Regions from separate parts of the Mus musculus genome. Here region 1 is linked to region 2. The links are chromatin contacts, called in public promoter capture Hi-C maps. All regions are on one chromosome and are shown on one strand. Each heading gives the region's core, a stretch centred on a gene start, on an enhancer-like site or on the middle of the called end of the contact. The rest is flanking DNA. Distances are from core to core; before and after follow the strand shown. Region 1 holds the start of Myo18a (myosin XVIIIA). Region 2 holds the start of Sez6 (seizure related gene 6).

Region 1 (4,302 bases), core at 918-3,417, 150 kb before region 2:
TCCAGAAGAGGGCATCAGATTTCGTTACGGATGGTTGTGAGCCACCATTTGGTTGCTGGGATTTGAACTCGGGACCTTCGGAAGAGCAATCGGCGCTCTTAACCACTGAGCCATCTCGCCAGCCCGTAAATGGAACTTAAGTTTATCTAGTTTGTTTTTTAAACAAAGTTTCTAGTTACTGGCCAAATTTGCCTTAAATTTAAGATCCTGTCTCAGCCTTCCAAGTACTTAGAATTGTAGGTATGTGTCACCCTGCCCAAATTCACCAATTTCTTTCTTTCTTTCTTTCTTTCTTTCTTTCTTTCTTTCTTTCTGTCTGTCTGTCTGTCTGTCTGTCTGTCTGTCTGTCTGTCTTTTTGAGACAGGGTTTCTCTGTGTAGCCCTGGCTGTCCTGGAACTCACTCTGTAGACCAGGCTGGCCTCAAACTCAGAAATCCGCCTGCCTCTGCCTCCCAAGTGCTGGGATCAAAGGCGTGCGCCACCACTGCCTGGCAATTTCTTTCTTTTTAATTGTTATTTATTTATTTATTTTATGTGTGTGGGCATTTTGCTTACATGTATGTGTTTGGGCCACAAATGTGCCTGGTGCCCATGAGGCCAGAAGTGGACATTGGGTCTCCTGGAAGTGGAGTTCCAGATGTCTGTGGGTTGCCATGTGTGATTATACAGAATCAAACTTGTGAGCAATTAGCTTGGGAGTTCCTGGTCTCACTGCCTGCCTGGGCGTTGAACCTTGGCTGGTGGGAGCTTGTCCCTCAGTGGAAAGGGGATAGTGGAGGGCCTTGCCTTGCTTTGGGGGTTGGGGAGAGAGGAAATGCCTAGCCAGGGCCTGGCAATAGGCCATTGCTGGAGGGAATAAGCTCAGAGACCCTCTGTCTGGAATTCAGAGGGGAGGCATTCATGGAGAGAGAGAAATTACACTTAATTTCTAATTAGACGGTGTGGCCTACTTTTATTTTGTGTTCCCTGCTGGTTAGAACAAGAAAGGCCCTCTGGGGCTTCCCCCCTCCCCCTCCCAACCAGGTTTTTCTTACTCCTGCCCCTAATCGGGTATGCATGAGAATGGGGGTAGGTTAGGGCCCTAGGTGCTCTCACATCCTGGATCCGGCCTTCTCTCTCAGGCGGCCACAACTTTCTTCCCTAGGCTATATTTAGGCATTGGTCTGGGGAAAAGGATGTGAGTTTTTCAGGATCCTGTTTATCTAGCCGACCCCACGCCACCCCCACCTCGCAACTGTCTGTCCTGTGTGCAGTCTGGACTTCCTCTTCCTTCCCTTCCCGATTTACTTTGGGCACCCAGGGCATCAGATGGGACACAGCAGCACAGCCACTCATTTGATGACTAGCCCCTAACACATCCTTAATTTCCCAAGAGCCATTTTTCTCACCTGTGAGGACTGAATAGGAAGGGGTATGTGTGAAGCTCCCGATAAGACACATCGTAAAGCCGGGCAGTGGTGGTGCATCTCTTTAATCTCAGAACTTGGGAGGCAGAGGCAGGTGGATTTCTGAGTTCGAGGCCAGCCTGGTCTACAGAGTGAGTTCCAGGACAGCCAGGGCTACACAGAGAAACCCTGTCTGGAAAAACAAACAAACAAACAAACAAACAAACAAACAAACACACGTCATATAAATGCTAATCCCAGGTGCTAGAAAGATGGCTCTGTGGTTAAGAGCACCTGTTACTCTTCCAGAGCAGGATTCAGCTCCCAGCGTCCACATGGATGTCCATGTGATGCACATACAGACAGGCAAAACTCTCATACAAATGAATATTGTTTTAAAAAGTTGGACCCTCCAAGGTCTTTGAGGCAGGGGCTAAGGCTGCGGCTCTGGGGATACCATGGGGGGGCAGTCACGTGGGATGCCCATCGCTTCAGTGGACTGCCTGTGGGGAGGTGATGCTGCAGAGCCCCTTCCGTTTCCTTTTGTGTTCCATTTCCGTTTATGTTCCAGGTTGCAATTTGTGTTTTCTGTAAGTCAAGTCTCTCCAGGCACACCTATGCTTTGGTCTAAAGGGTGAAGTGAAATTAGAAAAAATTATGTAAATCAGGTTGCCTGGTACATCAGTAGCACTCCACAAGGGGTGACTGGTTTATCAGTATCCGCTGCCTCTGTCTGAACTGGAAAAAAACCCTGAATTTCTTTTCTCTGTTTCTACTTGCAGCTACAAGGTGGGGTCCAAAGACCCTGTGTTAAGCACTCATAGTCAGCTGGGGATACAACCCCTAAAAACAGCACACCCACCATGTTTAACCTCATGAAGAAAGATAAGGACAAAGATGGCGGGCGGAAGGAGAAGAAGGAAAAAAAGGAGAAGAAGGAGAGGATGTCTGCGGCAGAACTGCGGAGCCTGGAAGAGATGAGCATGCGCCGTGGCTTTTTCAACTTGAACCGGTCCTCCAAGCGGGAATCTAAGACGCGCCTGGAAATCTCCAACCCCATCCCTATCAAGGTGGCCAGTGGCTCTGACCTGCACCTGACGGACATTGACTCTGACAGCAATCGGGGTAGCATCATCCTGGACTCAGGACACCTAAGCACAGCCAGCTCCAGTGATGACCTCAAGGGTGAAGAAGGCAGCTTCCGGGGCTCTGTGCTGCAGCGGGCAGCCAAGTTCGGTTCACTGGCCAAGCAGAACTCTCAGATGATTGTCAAACGTTTTTCCTTCTCTCAACGGAGCCGGGATGAGAGTGCCTCGGAGACCTCAACCCCCTCAGAGCACTCTGCAGCCCCATCACCTCAGGTAGAGGTGCGGACGCTTGAGGGACAGCTAATGCAGCATCCTGGGCTAGGCATTCCTCGACCAGGACCACGGTCTCGAGTCCCTGAGCTGGTGACTAAAAGATTCCCAGCTGATCTACGTCTTCCCGCTCTGGTGCCACCACCACCTCCTGCTCTCCGGGAGCTGGAGTTACAACGAAGACCCACAGGAGACTTTGGCTTCTCACTGCGGCGCACAACCATGCTGGATCGGGCCCCTGAGGGTCAGGCTTATCGACGGGTGGTTCACTTTGCTGAGCCAGGGGCAGGCACCAAGGACCTGGCCTTGGGGCTGGTACCAGGAGATCGACTGGTGGAGATTAATGGACAGAATGTGGAGAATAAATCCAGGGATGAAATTGTGGAGATGATCCGGCAGTCTGGGGACAGTGTGCGGCTCAAGGTACAGCCCATCCCAGAGCTTAGCGAGCTGAGCCGGAGCTGGCTTCGGACTGGCGAGGGACACCGCAGGGAGCCGGCTGATGTGAGTGCTTCCCTGGGTATCAGGGGTGAGCAAAGAGTTTGTGTATGTGAGCATCTCTCGGTAGTGTACTTAAATGGGTGCTTGAGGGTACCCAGGAACTGTGAGCAGATCTTAGCGAGTGTGGAAATGGGGAGCTGGGCCAATAGGGAGAAGCCAGTCCAGGAGAGGGTGCCCCTCTGGAAACTCATTAAACACCTTTGCTTCTTCTGTGCCTTGTCAAGAAGCTGAAGGAAACCCCCCAAAAGTTCACTGGGAGAAAGTCCTTAGCAATTCAGCTGGACATCCGGGTCTGAGGTTCCCTTCAATGCCCTTTTGGATTGAAGTGATTGAAGTAAACCTTGTGAGTTTTCAAGGGCATTGGGTTAAGATCAGCTTTGGCCTGGTACTATCGGGGGCAGGGTGTGTGTGTGTGTGTGTGTGTGTGTGTGTGTGTGAGAGAGAGAGAGAGAGAGAGAGAGAGATGCCAGTGGGTAGTTGGTGAGAAAGTGTTCAAGTTTCATCATAGCTTATAGCTTAGAGGCTTGGGTACTATATTTGTTGAGCCCTCAATTGGAGATGTAGGTTAACAGGTGCCACTTTGAGATCTGAGAAGCTGTGAGTATAGGAAGCCCATGTTGTTTAGATTTCAGGGGTGAAAACAATATGGCAAATGACCTAAAATCATGGCTATCTGGGATGTCTAGCTGCCATGGTTATAGTTCTAGGTGAGATGTCCTCTCACCCCGAGTGAGCAAGATACTAGGAGTCAGGGCATAAAGAACTTATAAACAATGGTTGTGGTTTAGGTTTATCTACACTACAAAGACAGTCTGCAGTCTGACTGTCTGTGAGATCCACTAGTTGTGATCGCCATGAACTCCAGTGGGAGGCAGGAGAGCACTCAAATCAAATGCATGGTTAGGTCTCCGTGGAACACCAAGTCTTATAACCTTGGTAATCTTTTGGTGCAGGGAGAGTAAAAGAATTTTGAATGTCCTGTGTGGACATGGTGTATGACAGACTAGGTGGCCTTCAGTCATTGTTCTTGTCCAGCTGTGTGTTTTAGCATTGTCCAG
Region 2 (4,612 bases), core at 1,097-3,596:
AAAACCAGAGAATAGCTTACAGGAGTTGATTCTCCCCTAATGTGACGTAGGGCATAGAACTCCAGTTACCAGGCTTGATAGCAAGTGCCTTTTACCCACTGAGCTATCTCACTGGCCAGTGTTACTTTTCAAATTGTGTGTATGAATAGAGTAAACTCTCAAACTGTAAGCCTTGATATAGATGACTGTCCCCGTGGACATTTTATTGCCCTCCATTATGGGCAATGCCGATGTCTAGGAAGAATGGGCCCTTTGAAAGGCATGAGAAAGGATGTTTACCAAAACCTCTACTGCTCCCTAGATTGGTCCAGGCTCTGCCTCAAGCTTGCTGGGAACCCATTCCACAGAAGCCATGTTTACCAGATCTTCAGTAAAGAATGACAGCAAACCGTATTATTACTCTAGTCATGCAGTGCAGATCCATTCCCTGGGTTCAGGAGAGAGTGTTGTATCCTGGGATTGTAGTCTGCAATGGACTCCCTCTTGTATCCCAGGCAGTCAGGAAGGCCATGTTGCAGGTTCCCAGAAAATTTCCTTACCTTTCTTCTTATAGGTAGTCCCCAGCTCATCCAGAGCCCTACTGCCAAGATAGTCGGGTGAGACCTCCAGAAGCCTTTAAGTCAGGAGGAACTATCCTGATAGATCAGGTTCATCCTGCATTGTGGCTCAACCCCCTTTTCCCAGAGCTGTGTAGTCCTGAAGGACCCAGGGATGTGAGAAATGTCAGGAATGCCTGTGAGAAAGGAAGAGCCTCATGGCACTCACCCGTTTCCAGACTTCAGTCAGGCACTTCTGCGCCTGTTCTCCCATTCTGTGGGCAGGTCTTGTTTTCCCTTTCCTCCGTCCCTCTCTCCTGGCTTCTCCACATTTCTGATCTTTTCTTCAAAGGCTCCCCTACCTGCCATCCCTTCTGCTACTCTCCTTTCTCTTCCAATTCACCAGACAACTGTCCAAAATCCTCACCCAGCATCTTCCCCAGATAACTCCACATGCCACCTGCTGCCTGGGATTCTTTACAGCAAGCAAGATGGCTCCCCAGAGCCCACAAAAGGATCTACAGAGCATCAAAGGAGCAAAGCTGGAAGACTGTAAGGACCGAAAGACTCTCCTAGGAATGAAACTTAGGGCAGAAGTCACTTGCTTCCAGGATGAGATGGGGGAAGTGCTGTGGACAAATTGTTGGGGTTTGACCCACGTTCACATGGAAAGAACTCAACATTAAGCTGCCCTTTGAGGGCCTCCTTCTTCCTCTACAGATATTAACATCAGCCACGTGGTTGTGTCCTGTTGAGTCCACTGAAATTCAGTAACAAGCCTAACCATGTCCCTTGGGTCTGAATAATAGCCTCTAGTTCTGCACAGCTATGGCTAGCCTGTTATTGGCCCATGGCTTACTGGGGTTCCTCAGGTCACAAAGTCATGGGATCTTATTTTTCTGTGCTATTGACTATTCCAACTACTCTGGGGTTACTGCCCCTTCTTCAAGTTTTCCTCCATCTGAAACAATCAGCTACACCTGGTGGGTTGAAGGTGTAGCTCAGTGGTAGAGCCCCTCCCTATCTATCAAGTATGGAATCATGTGCCAGGTCCTGGTAAAAAAAAAAATGAAAATTTAAAACTAAAACAGTCATAAAGACCCCTGATATTCATGCTTATCCCATTTTCTTCGTCAGTTCCAAGACCGAAGCTGGTATTGGCATAAAAGATCTGTGTTCCTGTGGCTATTCTTGTTCTACAGAGGAAATAGAGGAAGCAAGGTCTGGAACCCCATGGCTACATGGGGACCCAGGGTGCTGCCTTCAGCACCCCACAGCTTGACCCAGGTTGCCCCCTACCAAGTGGAGAATGTCTCCCCAGGACACAAGTGCCACTGGCTTTTAACTATAATATCAGGATAATTAAGCTTTTCTGTGAGCACAGTTTGCTGCTGATGCAGCTGCCTGGAGCCCTGGCATTTATTGAGCGCAAAGTAATAATTTATTGTCCTTTGTACGTTCAAAAGCCGTCTTCATTATCGGCCCAGGATGGAGCTGCCACAAGGGCAGGCGGGCCTCACCAGCTGCCTCACTGATGTGCATCTTTCCAGATCACCCTTGTAGCTGTCAGGTACCAAGGTGGGGTGGAGAGAGAGGTGAGGAGGGGGTGTTCTCTTTAATGGAGAATCCGATTAGAACCTGACACCTTGGTAAGCTACAAACCCGGGAGAGGGTGGCAAGCTTGGCTGGGCGTGGGCAGCTCGGGAAGGCGGGGGCTGTGTGCCACATTAGCAGGGCAGTCCTTTCCCCAGGGCTCGAAAGCCTGTTCTCTTGCCGCTGGGTCTTCTGCGCCTTTGCTTGAGACTTTACGGTAAGCCGCTCCTCCTGCGCCCCCGCCCCCAGCCCCGCGCGGCGATCCCGGGCGCCGACGCCAGGCGCTGGCCGTGGTGCTGATTCTGTCAGGCGCTGGCGGCGGCGGCGGCGGCCCCGCTGCTCTCCCCGGGACCGGCTCTGCCCCCCGCGCCCACGCCTCTCCCAGTCCCCAGTTCCCCTACCGCGGCCCCGACCCGGGGCGCGGCCGCAAGCAGCACCATGCGCCCAGCAGCCCTGCTGCTCCTGCCCTCGCTGCTGGCGCTCCTGGCTCACGGTAAGGGACCCGGGCGTCCGGCCACAGGACGGGGGCGGGCGCGGACTCCCAGGGGTAGGAAAGCAAGACCATCCCGGCGCCTTGCTCCGTGCGTCCTGTTGTTCCTCCCAAGCACCACGTCCCGCCGGCTGCGCTGTCCCCGGCGCCGACCCAGCCGGGCGGGGCGCGGGCTCTACGGGCGGGAAGCCGCCGCGGCTCCCGCCATTCGCGCCCGGCCGAGACCTCGCCTTTAATCATCTCCCCGGATCTAATGGGATTTCTCTGCTGCAATTCATCACGCCACCCCCTCCCCGCACACACGCGCTCTCCCGCGCGCTCCCTCGCTCCACTCCAGGCGTCTAGGGGCGCCCGGGCGCGTTGCGGGGGGGGCGGCAGGTCGCGGGTGCAGAGTCCGGACAGCCCAGCTACCAGCCCGCCGTTCTGCCTACCCCGCTGGTCTCCAAACTTCGCTCGACTTTGCCGCTTATTCTGGGTCCCTCGTATCCTCACTGCAGAGGAACTGGGTCGGGTGGTGGCCGGACCCGGGACTGGGACATCTCTCACCTACCTCTGCCTTGACGCTGTCAAGTCAGGATTGGAACCTAGAACACAATTCTGGGGAAACATATCCGGGGACCCTGAGAGCCCACTGCCCAGCCCCTCGCTCTTCTCTGGGTTGCAGCAACTGAGGTCCTGGGACTGGCTGCCCTCCCTGAAATTCTTTTCTTGCACACAGACACACACATGCACACACGCACATGCACGGAGCGCTGCTTCTCTTCGGCTCTGCCTTCCTGCCGGGTTCTATCGACCTCGGAGCCGCAGACTAGTTAGCGGAACTCACCGTTTGTCCCAGCCCCGGACGCCGAGTCAAGTCCTAACTTCATTGATCTCGGTCAAGAAACGCTTGGCCTCGGAGTTAGCACCAAGGGAGTTTGGAGGAAAGATGAATGGGAAGCAGGAAGGGTCTGAAGCAAGTGGTCTCGGGAGTCTTCAAATGCTTAGGTCATTCTCCGCTTTTACTAATCGCCTGCTGGGGTCCGCGAAACTGCACTTTTGACTTGGGACTCAAAGTCCCTCGCCATATGGTTATGGTTCCTAGCGTCTGCTGTCAAGGAGGGAGGGAGGGAGATTTGTAACCTTCGGGCTCCATCCTCGAAGGCCGGAGAGTTTGGAGGTCAGAACAGCCAGACCAGGGCTGCTCGGGGCTGGGCTAGTACCAAGCCGCTCTTTTCCCGTCCCGGGGGATGGAGAGGGAGAACATCTTTGAATCTCTAGCTCTACCCACAAGTAGACCACATCTTTGCCCAGCCCACCTGGCTGCCCACACTGGCTCCTCCTAAGACTAGGAAAACTTGGAATTATATGTTCACCTTGCTGGGAGGAAAAAGAAGCCCACTCCAGGGATAAGAAGGGATGAAGAGAAACCCATCTTCTGGGCCAGAAATCTAAGGATATCTCTCTGCATTCGGGACCTGAGTGGGGTATGGCCACATCCTAGCTCCTTTCCTGGAACAGTCTGTGTCTGTTTCCTAGCAATGGAAGTTCTTATCTGAGTGTGTGATCTGGATTCCTCAGGTCTCAGGATGTCTGCAGTTCAGGAGCTCTGAGTGTTGGGTGACAATTCATCAGTTAAGCCACCAGTGTGGAGGTGTAGTCTCTGCCAGCCAGCTCCTTGCAGAGCTGGAGAGAGACCATAGGTCTCCAAGAAGAAAGCTGGTATGGCCGAGAGTCCAGCCCAGATTGGAGGTGTTGAGGTTCGCGTTGGGAGGAATTTACCCACTCTCGCCAGAAGTCTGTGTCCCCAGCCAGTGTCCTGTGGTTCATTGGCTTCTCCCGTGTAGTGGGGTTGCCTTACTATGTGTTTTATAGGTAGAAAGAGAGGATTTGGAAGCAGTGGCTAACCTGGCATGTGAGAGAGCCTGGACCCAGATCTGGGTGACCAGGAGGCCCCACCTATTTAACATAGATGGAAGGTTCATCATTAGGGTTCTGAGCCCTCTCATTTTGG

What was found. Capture Hi-C pulls out chosen DNA fragments and counts their contacts.
Region 1: a contact with region 2 is called in a promoter capture Hi-C map of adipose tissue. The contact joins the promoter of Myo18a here to the promoter of Sez6 in region 2. A contact is called at or near these places in 5 of 39 promoter capture datasets (the SN4741 cell line, cranial neural crest, embryonic stem cells and 2 more), 2 of 484 Hi-C or Micro-C datasets (beige adipocytes and embryonic stem cells), 2 of 115 datasets of contacts at active chromatin or transcription factors (both in embryonic stem cells) and 3 of 9 other capture datasets (adipose tissue, liver and pancreatic islet).

What each region holds. Positions count from the first base shown.
Region 1 is chr11:77,775,068-77,779,369 of GRCm38.p6, forward strand. Myo18a (myosin XVIIIA) reads left to right here and starts at 2,168. Exons shown (of 41, transcript NM_001291213.1): 1 at 2,168-3,247. The coding sequence starts at 2,249.
Region 2 is chr11:77,928,493-77,933,104 of GRCm38.p6, forward strand. Sez6 (seizure related gene 6) reads left to right here and starts at 2,347. Exons shown (of 17, transcript NM_021286.4): 1 at 2,347-2,622. The coding sequence starts at 2,568. Gm11190 (predicted gene 11190) reads right to left here and starts at 796. Exons shown (of 3, transcript NR_033549.1): 1 at 766-796.